Regions from separate parts of the Gossypium arboreum genome. Here region 1 is linked to region 2. Evidence: chromatin contacts called from public Hi-C data. All regions are on one chromosome and are shown on one strand. The core of a region is the stretch at or near the end of the contact, and the rest is flanking DNA. Distances in the headings are between cores, read along the strand shown.

What was found. Hi-C and Micro-C count contacts between places; a contact is called where the count stands out from the background.
Region 1: a contact with region 2 is called in a Hi-C map of leaf, with 4 times the contacts expected there. The contact joins the promoter of LOC108472903 here to the enhancer-like site in region 2. A contact is called at or near these places in 3 of 5 Hi-C or Micro-C datasets (all in leaf).

The regions. Positions count from the first base shown.
Region 1 is chr6:122,985,718-122,991,017 of ASM2569848v2, reverse strand. It overlaps LOC108472903 (protein BIG GRAIN 1-like B), which reads left to right and starts at 2,566. Exons shown (of 1, transcript XM_017774465.2): 1 at 2,566-3,636. The coding sequence starts at 2,566. The coding sequence ends at 3,636.
Region 2 is chr6:122,948,994-122,954,367 of ASM2569848v2, reverse strand. It overlaps the pseudogene LOC108470723. Among protein-coding and RNA genes, the nearest start is that of LOC108470936, 18 kb to the right of the region's middle. Within about 2 kb of position 2,562, at least 2 of the 2 cell types and tissues checked have an H3K27ac peak or open chromatin away from gene starts, as enhancers often do. A contact at or near this core is called in leaf, where this site is marked.

The DNA.
Region 1 (5,300 bases), core at 1,317-3,816, 37 kb before region 2:
GACCATTCCACACAGCCTGGACACACGACTATGTGAGCCAAACGGGCTGCCATATGGCCATGTGACAGGTCGTGTCAATTTCACAAATTGCACTCAAAATAGTAGAAAAACGCGATTTTTAAGGTTTTTTTTAGGCATTCTAAGACCTATATATGACAAAAATAAGAAGATAGGAGGGAGCTGTCATAGAATATTTAAGAAAACAACTCGAAAAACACTATTGAAGCCAATTCTGAAGCAGATTTCCGTTAAGATTGAAGACTCCCAATTGATTTCTCAAAAGATTATAATAAGTTTTTTTTTTCTTTCAGACATACTATCTCTAGGATGTTTTTATTTGCAAGCATGAACTAATTTTCTAAATACCTAGGGAGATGAACCTTATGATGGATTCTGTCTTTTGATTTTTATTTTACACAATAAATAGTTAGATCTTGTTCTCAGTTATGTGTGATTAATTCTTGGTTTAATATTTCTAGACTATTGATCCATGTTTGATGTGCTTATATCAGAGGAGGAATAAACCCTGTTTAAGAGTAGATCTAGTGTAATTGAGTGGAGTTGCTTACAATCCTAAAAATAGGACGACATAAATCTATCAGATTGGAGTCATATCTAATAAGGGGATCTATAGATTGAGTTAATGCGATAGTAAGGGTTTTAATTATAAAGAAATTTTAATTAATCAACTTAGAGTCAGTTGCTCTTATTCTTAAAGAGAGATATTATCATTATTTAGGATTTCTACAGATCAAGATACTAAGTGAAAAAATTGCGTAATTAAGATTGATAGTGACTGATGAAATCTAGGTGGGTTATTTCTTGGGTATTGTTTTGCTTCTTGGTTGTTAACTGATTACTTTTCTGATTTGTTCTTTGTCACGTTTGTAGTTAATTAATTTAGTTAGTTTTAGTTTTCAATTAATCATTCGAATTTATCGGTTAAATAATGAAATACGATAATTACTAGTACTTTTAGTTTTCGTGGAAACGATATTTTTGCTCACCGTAACTATACTATTAATTGATAGATGCACTTGCCTTAGTCGAATTTTTAGTTGGTTTCGTGGGCATCATCCCGCAACCAAAAACTCACCACTAGCATCACCCTTCACTAGTTGGCTCTTAAAGAAACATTCCATTCCTTAACTAGCTCTTTATTCCCCTAAACAATTTTGATCAAATAGAAACTATCCCCATGCCCTAATCAACCACACAGAAAACATAATCGTAAAAGTCTTTCATGCTGGAATTTATCATAAACACATATCATAACTCTAAGTAGCCTCTTCACTACCTACATCAAACTACCACACCTCATCCTCCCTTCCCCCAATTGTGAGATTTGCCAACTCCTCCTCTATATCCACAACGACACTGCTGGAATCACACTCCCATAATCATAAATCAAGAAAACCAATGAAAACAGAAACTACCAAACAAAAAAAAAAAGGAAAAAATAGGGCAGCATGCCACAAGAGCAAATAGAAAAAACGTGCCACAAGAATAGATTTTATCTGAAAGCAACTTTATATTTTTTACACAATCACATTTTTTAAACTACCTAAATTTAGATGAAAAATAATAAAAAAATTTGTAGGTTTTTTTTCAAAATCATCCTTTAGAAGTTCATTTTACTTTGTGATTATTTAGATAATTTATTTGTAATAGTTTGATACTTGTGATCACTCATATTTGTATTTTACTTGTTACACTTTAAAAATAATATAATAACATTTTAGTAAAAAAAAAGCCTCTCTTTTCAATTGAAAAACTTATAATAAATTAATAAATAATCTGAAATATGTTATATATGGTAATAATTTTGTAGTATTCATTAAAGAAAACGAAATTTGCTTTCATTGGAGTATATCTATTTTCTGATTCAGGTAGTAAAAACAGGGTGATAACTAGTACAAATTAGTGAATGAAAGCGAAAGATGAAAAGGACCAAACAATACGCACTTCATTGGAATGTAATTGGCCACTGCCTCAGCAATAACCCCCCTCAAAAAACCCAACCCCTTTGCAGTTTAAAAACATCATCAAACTTCAAACAAAAAAAGAAAAAGTTACCCGCACAATCAAACCTGCAACAGCCTGGCACCCCCACCCGCACGCGCGGCACTCCCTCCTGCTTTCACTTTTTCCTCAGTTACATCAACAGCAAGTACACACACAATTGTCTCTTTTTCTTTGCTTTTTTCACAGTTCAAATCCCCCCTACTTGTTTATGCTACACTAATACTTAACAAACATATATATATATATATATACTAGTAATAAACAGAACAGTCCAGTTCACATTGAGGAATTTTCTTCTATTTCTATACCCATTTCTCTCTCTCTTTCACATGATCTACTTGCATTCACTACTTAATTGTGTCTTTGCAGCTTTTGACACTTTCTAAGTAGACATTAAAGCCTTAAATTACCCCCTTACTGTCCTTTTCTTTTGTGTCCCTTCTTTAATCTCAAAATTCCCTTGTTTTTCCCCTGTATAAATCTCTGTTTCCCCTGTTTTTGTTTTGTGTGTGTATGCAAAACAAAGAAAAAAAAAACACCATGTATAGAAGAGAGAGCTCCGTGATAGATACTACGGTTCCTCAAAGAAGAAGAACCCCTTCTTTCTCTTCAACTCTTTTGGATGCAATTTATCGTTCCATCGATGAATCAAACGAGCCGACATTGTGCAATTACAGGGAAACCAAAACAACTAAGAAGCAGAGAAGTGGTTCCAGTCTTCGACGGGCTATTATGATTGAGGATTGGGTTGAAAAGCAGAGCAATCAGGACTCAGCATCGCATTTCAACTCCACTTCGACCTCCTCCGATTCTAGCAATGGCGCTATCTTCTCATCTTCCGAAGCCGAGTCGAGTTACAAACAGAAATCGAGAAGATCGAAACCGGACAAGAAGGACAATCAAGAGAAGGCCAAGAGAGAAGGAGGTGGTGGTGGGTTCAACAAAACAAAGCTGAAAGCATTGAAAATCTATGGTGAATTGAAGAAAGTGAAGCAACCCATTTCCCCTGGTGGTCGTATCACTAACTTCATAAACTCCATTTTCAATGCTAATGCCAAGAAAGTGAAGATGTGCTCTAATGGAGTTTCAGAGGATGTAAATTTCCTACGAAAATCAAAATCTTCAGCTTCATCACCCACTTCATTTTCCAGGTCTTGCTTGAGCAAAACACCTTCTTCAAGAGGTAATAACAATAACAAGTACAGTAATGGCAATAAAAGGTCAGTTAAATTTTGTCCAATTACTGTCATTTTGAATGAAGATTCCAGTCCTTGTGGCCATAAAAATATATACAGCGATGATCCCAGATTAATGTCCACCTCAACTGTTCAAAAGACTGTTAAAGAATCTGCAGGTAGCACCAGTAAAGCAAGTGATTATCTAAGGAGCTATCAAAGAAGAGGTATCGGGAAACTGGATTTGAGAGGCTTTATTGAAGATTATGATGATGAAGAAGATGACGACGACGATGATGGACTGAGTTGCTCGAGTTCGGATCTTTTCGAGTTGGATCATCTCATTGGAATTGGAAGGTATAGAGAGGAGCTGCCAGTGTATGAAACTACTAGACTGAAAACTAATCAAGCCATTGTTAATGGCTTCATAGTGTAACCTCATTTCTCTCTCTCTCTCGTTTCATCTTTCAAATTGTAATTATTGGCTTTGGGGGTTTCCAAATTGAAAATTCAAGTTATTTGAGTGACTATGATTCTCTATACCTTTGCTAAGCTTTGAAAATGGAAAAGAAAAAATCACTAAGATGGTGAAAATTACTAAAGCTTTAGAACAGTGGAGATCAATGTTATTCTTCACACAGTGATGAGTGAACCGTTAAAGCAATACAGAAAGTCGAAATAACAAAGAAAAAAAGTGAAAAAGGAAAGAAAAGCAGACACAAATCTTCACCCCACGAGAGAAGGGAGAAAGTGAAAACTCTTTGCTTTATTTAGCACATGGCCTCAACATCCCAACATAAATTAGTTCCCCCTTTAGGTCACAAAATTAAAAATAAAAAAATTTCCATCATTAAAATCATTTTCCCCATTTCTTCACATATATGATGAATTTCGATATTCGAAATTCAGATTGATCGGTAAAAGTATTTTACAGGTCCTTGTGTTGCAGAGTGTATGTTAAGTCTCTATACAAAAGCTTTGGACTGGCATTTATTTTAATATAAAGAGTAATGCCATTCCTTACTGGCAAATTTGGCATTGGCTTGAGTCGATTATCACATCAATACTTAGATTTTGTTGGACAGATCCATGGCTATGACGTTGGAAATGGACCTTTAAATTTCTAAAACAGTCGACAAAAGAGACAGCTGATGCTTGACAGTTTTGCCAAAGCCAACTGCTGGAGTTGCCTAAATTCTGTCTTGACCTTGACCTTGTACTTGTACCATCAATTCATCATCACAAAACAGAGTGGAATCTCAAGGATTTTCTTTAAGAGTTGTTCTCAGGGATATCATTTCTTGATTAGGTGTGATTGGACCAACAACAGCTTAGATAAGATTACCATTTTCGTTGTAGTTTTACCCTAGCATTAATAAGCTACATTTTGTACTCACATCACATACAGATTGATGTAAAACAAAGGGTTTCTGCAGTTTGATGTATTATATGGTGTGAATCATGCTTCAAACAGAAGAAAATTGCAATCTATGATTGAATGCTAATTGTTTGCAGACAAGTAGGGTCGCATAAGGAATCTCAGAAGTCAAAATATAGCAGGATCAGACATGAGATCCAAAAAAATCCAAACTAACTTTTGCAGTAAAGGAAAGAAAATTTTTCTAAAAGAAAAGTTAAAAAAGTTATGTGAGCTCCTTTGGGGGATGAAATGGGACAGTAGAGGCTGGCCACCGTAGTTGACTTTCTTACTAATTCTATCAATTACTGCCATACCAAAAGAAGAGAAAGAAAAAAATTGGAGAAAACCCAGAAAGTAAACAAAAAAAAAAAAAAAGGTCAAGTTTCCACTTGAGAATGGTGGGAAGATATTTATTTAAGACCAACACATGTCATCCTCAAGATGAGTTCCAAAATGGGCTTGCTTTGAAATGAAGATAAAAGAGATTCAACATAAATCTCTTTCAACAATATCATGTCTTAGCTATATTGTTCATTACACATTTGATCTTTTAAACTCCAAAATAATTGGCAAACTACTGTTGTAGATATCGAAGAAACAGGAATGTTATGGATGCTTAATTTTTGTAGTAAGAGAAAAAAAAACAAATACCAATAATTAAGGAATAAAAATTAAGCTCC
Region 2 (5,374 bases), core at 1,313-3,812:
ATTAATCTTAAAAAATTAAATTCAAACTAGATAAAAAGAAGTAGTTGTAATGATAAATAGTTGAATTTATTTTTGAGTTGTGGGAGATAAAATTTCGTAAAACCTTGAGTGAAACAAGAGAATCATCAGGTCCAGCCAATTTATGGATAGAAGATACCTAGCAATAAACATTTTTCATAACTCAATAATCAACTATTAGTGAAATCAATTATCACCACAAGGCCAATAAATTAGAGATGTAAATCAAAATTTTAGTAGTGGTGTATATGTTTGCCAGCACAAAAGGTGCAATTATCAGTATTTACTGTAGTTAATTTGCAAATTTACTGTGCTTAAGCTAACAATAATTTCAAATGGCCCCGCTTGTTTAGACTGTGTGGGGTCCAAGCCACGTGATCTCTGCTCCTTGTAGCTGGCCATGGCAAAGCCCACCGCGGAGCGCGTGTGATACAAATAATCGAGAGTGAGAACTGAGGATGACAAAGCCGCACGTGACCGCCTGCCCTTCTCTGTACAAAGCCTGTCCGCCGAGCGCACGTGTGCTATGATTTTATTGATTATTTTAAGGTTCAGAAATCAGTAAATAATAAAAAAGAGTTTTAAATGCGAGAAAGCTACTTGAGATAAAAAGAGAGAGTCCTCACCGCGTGGGTATAATCTTTTTTAATCACAAATTTGCTGTCAGAAATAAAAACAGAAAAAGGAAAAGGTGACACGGTTTTGTTAAAACCACCACTCGCTCGTACAGGTATTCATGGCCACATTCAGATTAGTTGAAATATTGTTAAGTTTGACTTTCATTTAAAATATGAAGTTGGATGCGTTCGAATTTCATCCAACATTTAAAATTTAAGTTTATATTCCATAAACCTCATTTATCAAATTTTATATTAAGTTTAAGCTTAATAATATATATTAAGAGTAATAAAGTACTTTAATAATATAAAAATATAAAAAATTCGATAAGACTTATAAATTGTTTAAATCAAGTATTATTAAGTTTGAATTTGGCTCGATTGATAATTTGAGCGCGGCTTGATAATTATTGAAGCAAATTTAATTTTTTTTTAGTCGAACTTAAGTATCTTGTGAGCACCAATATCTCATTTACACTCCTAGCCGAGTTTATATATATCTATTTTTACCATATTTGAGTGGTTTATCGAGTTAACGTTACTTTTTAGTGTCATAAGTAATTATTGAATTTTTATACAATAATAAATACTATTATATGGTTTTTTGTCATTTCAAGTTAAATTTTAAAAAAATATATGCTTGACAAGATTTGAACCCCAAAACACCATAATTTTCAATATTTTTATCATTTCAACTAAATCTTCATTTGATTTTTAAAATATATTTTTTTATAAATATATTTACTACATAAATTTTTTCACATCTAATATATGATATATATATATAATCAGCATATTGTTTGTTTGCTTAAGTTTAGGTTATGGATTTTAGAGTTTACCCAAATTTAAGTACATTTGTAAATGATTAATTTACTCAATTATATTATTTTGAATTTTTTACAAAATTTTATGTAATTACAATTTAATTTTTTATATTTTTATTGAAATTTTAAATATAAATGATATATTTTAAATATTTACATTATAGTAATATTATATACTATTATAAACTTAATTTTTGTGTGATAGAAATTAAACTACTTATAACATATAACATAATATAGTATAAATTTATATTTTTAATGTGAAAGGATTAAATTGAGAACTTTTAATAATGTTTGCATTTAAACTACTAATTTTTTATTAGATAACAATGAATACAAAAATAATGGATGGAAAGTGGAAACTACTTGAATTTACTTATTTTTAACATATTAGATGAATAAAAAGTTGAGAGTTTATTCCGTTGGTATGATTTGAACATCAACTGAATAAATCCACAAACCGAATTTATTTAATAAATCAATTTGATTCCATACAATTTAATCGAGTAAGCATCTGCTTCAGTCTAGGCCCATTCCCATATCAAAGAGAAACATTCAGAGAGCCAGCCTGGTAATAAAGACTGGACCCTACCACTCAGATGCAGCCACGTGGGAAAATGGATTTGATTATTATAATTTTACCTCTTCCACTTTTTTAAATTTTTAATCTTGATCCGATTAAATCTATTTAAGGCTATATCTATTTAATCTATACTTTTTCAAAATCTAAAATTTTAATATTGACATAAATAATATTTTTCTACCCAAAATATGTAAATAACAAAACTTAACCTAATCAATTTAACTGTTATTATTTAGTGAGTATTAAAATAAAATATAATACAGAGATCAAACATAATTAAACTAAAGCATAGAGACTAAATCCACGTAACTTTCTTAAAAGTAGAAGGACTAATAACAGAAATTAACCATTTGTCTATACCCGATTCCATTCCTTAGCAGCCGTTGTCCATGTACGGAGTAAAGTAGCAAAGAAGTTGTCTTGGCGGCTGAGCGATAAAAAAAACCACCTCGAAGAAGCAATCTCTTGTGGTGTACATCCGATGCGTTTTTATACCAGATCAGATCGCCGTAGCCACTACCAAATCGTTTTGGGACAGTTTTCGTAGCATCGACCGAACATGAGTTTCCTGTTTGGCAATAGAAATACCCCTGCAGGTATCAATTTTGTTTTCAAATAATTAGAATTTGTATTAATTTCGAAAATCGCTACTAATTTTGTTATGATCTGTTCGTATTTGAATTTGATGATGTGATTTTATATTGAGGGCTTTGGTAATTGAATAATTAGAATTAAGGATTTCGATTGAAGTAGTATGTTTCTTATAGTTTTAGAAATAGTTGTGAATTCTGCTAATGACAGGAATTCGAATGCTTTATTTTGTTTATTTGGTTTAATTTTGGATTTTAGGATCGAGTAATTGTATGGTAGTTTGCTAGTTCAAATTTCTAAAAATAAGGTTTTTGCACTTTATTGAGCCTGTCACTTTAGTGTATCAAAGATCAAGCAAACAAATTGGGTGAATTGTGTATTTTGTGGTTCTCAATTCATTTCCCCTAATGCCGGATTCTCAAGTCATTTTGTATTGTAGATATACATATATTTTTTCAGAGCTTCTGCGAGAAAATAAGCGGATGCTCGACAAATCTATTAGAGAGATAGAGAGGGAAAGGCAAGGAAAAGAAACTGATTGCTGAGATTAAGAAAAGTGCAAAGCAAGGGCAGATGGTGTGTTACATATATTTTTTACAATTTTGTTTTCTATTTTTGCTCAACATTTTTACTTATGTGTAGTTAAAATTTCTCTTAAAAAATTGGTATATCTAATTGAGAGCTTATTAGCTTGGCATTTTTATGTTTTAGTCAGTTATGTGAAGCCTTTTTTATTTTTTTGGTATAAATGAGGTTGCTTTATTGGTGATTTTGATTATGTACTGGCTTGATTCGATGTTTGATGACTAGTTTTATGTGTGAGTGACATGTTTGCTAGGATCATATCGATTTATTGCTGATTGTTCTCTACCACTTTACAGATAGATATGATGAGTTATTTTTCTTTTTCATCTCACTCATTTTAAACAAAATGCATCAATTACACTTGCGGCAATTTGGTAGCTTGAGTAATGTGTATGTCTATTTTGCTTCGTATTAGTGGACTAGTGTAGTCATTTCTTGTCTAATTGAGCTTCAATATTGTATTTCGCATCTCTTATCTTGTGAAAGTAGGTTTCTTTTAACTTTCAGATTTAAAAGTTATTGTATATGATCTGCATGTTTCTTATTGACATGAATGGGCTTTGCTGTCCACCGAGCCTACTATCCTTTAAATATTTTGTTCTCGGGATTTTATTTGAGGGATGGCAAAAGACCTTATCCGGACACGCCATCAGATTGAAAAGTTTTATAAGCTCAAATCACAGCTCCAGGGTGTATCTCTTAGAATTCAAGTATGTACTTTTATCCTTGCATTTTATCTGTGTCAATGACTTCTAAGTGTGCAATTTGTTTTACCTAAGTGCTTGACATAGAAAATTATGGCCACTTCTGATGCTTGTTAAGTAGATGGAAGTCGATAGCTATAATTGTGGAGGGGCTATTACAAAAACTTTTGATATATGCCCTGTTCCATACCATGTATGGGAATTTATATGTGAAAATGAAAAAAAGAAGATATGTTGGAACATCAATTAACTTGATTCTCATCTGAAATTATTTAGAGTTGGGGGATAAATGAACTGCATCAGCAACTGATGTACATTGCAAGATTGAAGCCTAGTGAATTTACAAGCTTTAATTGCTTATAAATCATAAAGTTTGAAACTCGACTGAATTTGCTGTACTGTACAACATCCAGACATTGAAATCAACACAAGCAATGGGAGAGGCAATGAAAGGTGTGACAAAGGCAATGGGGCAAATGAACAGACAGATGAACTTGCCATCCCTGCAGAAAATTATGCAAGAGTTTGAAAGACAGAATGAGAAAATGGAGATGGTGAGTGAGGTGATTGGTGATGCAATCGATGATGCTTTGGAAGGGGATGAAGAAGAGGAGGAAACAGAAGAATTGGTGAGCCAGGTTCTTGACGAGATTGGAATTGACATCAACCAAGAGGTACTATTTTCACCACTTCTTTTTCAGCATATATAAGCACATATAGCTTGAATAGGCTGTCCTTACTAACCCTGCTTTTTTGGATCCAATAACAGCTCGTAAATGCACCATCAGCTGCTGTTGCGGCACCAACTGCAAATGGTAAGATTGCACAGGTGCAAGCAACTGGCAATGATGACAGTGGGATAGATAGTGACTTACAGGCAAGGTTAGACAATTTGAGAAGGATGTAGTAACTATGCCTAATTACTTTTGTCTCTGTGTTCCAACTTGGAAATGCGTTTGGATTTTAACATTTGGGAAACATGTACCAGAGTTAGTTGATACAGGATTTCCAAATACGTGGAAATTGTAATAAATTCGCCATGTATTCTTAGAGTAGATTACAATGTGTACTCAAATAATTCCAAAGCAATCAGGGATGCACTTTGCTTCTTTCTGAATGAAGAGAATGGACATAAAATTACTTATGTCCAATATCCACGAACCTTGGGTTACCTTTCTAAAAATTTAAGAGTTGGAAGGTCAAAATAAAATTTCATATCATTTTAATATATAAATAAGTTGGAAATACTAAAATTTGAACTCAAATTTGTTAAATCTCATTCCACCTATATAAAATAAACACCAAGACCTATAATCCAACTCAACTATTTATCCATTTTGAGCTTTATTTCATAATTTTAATTCAAACTGTTAAATTTAAAAAAAATTTAACCTAACTCATTTAGAGTAAAATATATTATAGATGAAATATAATTATTACTTCGCATAGATG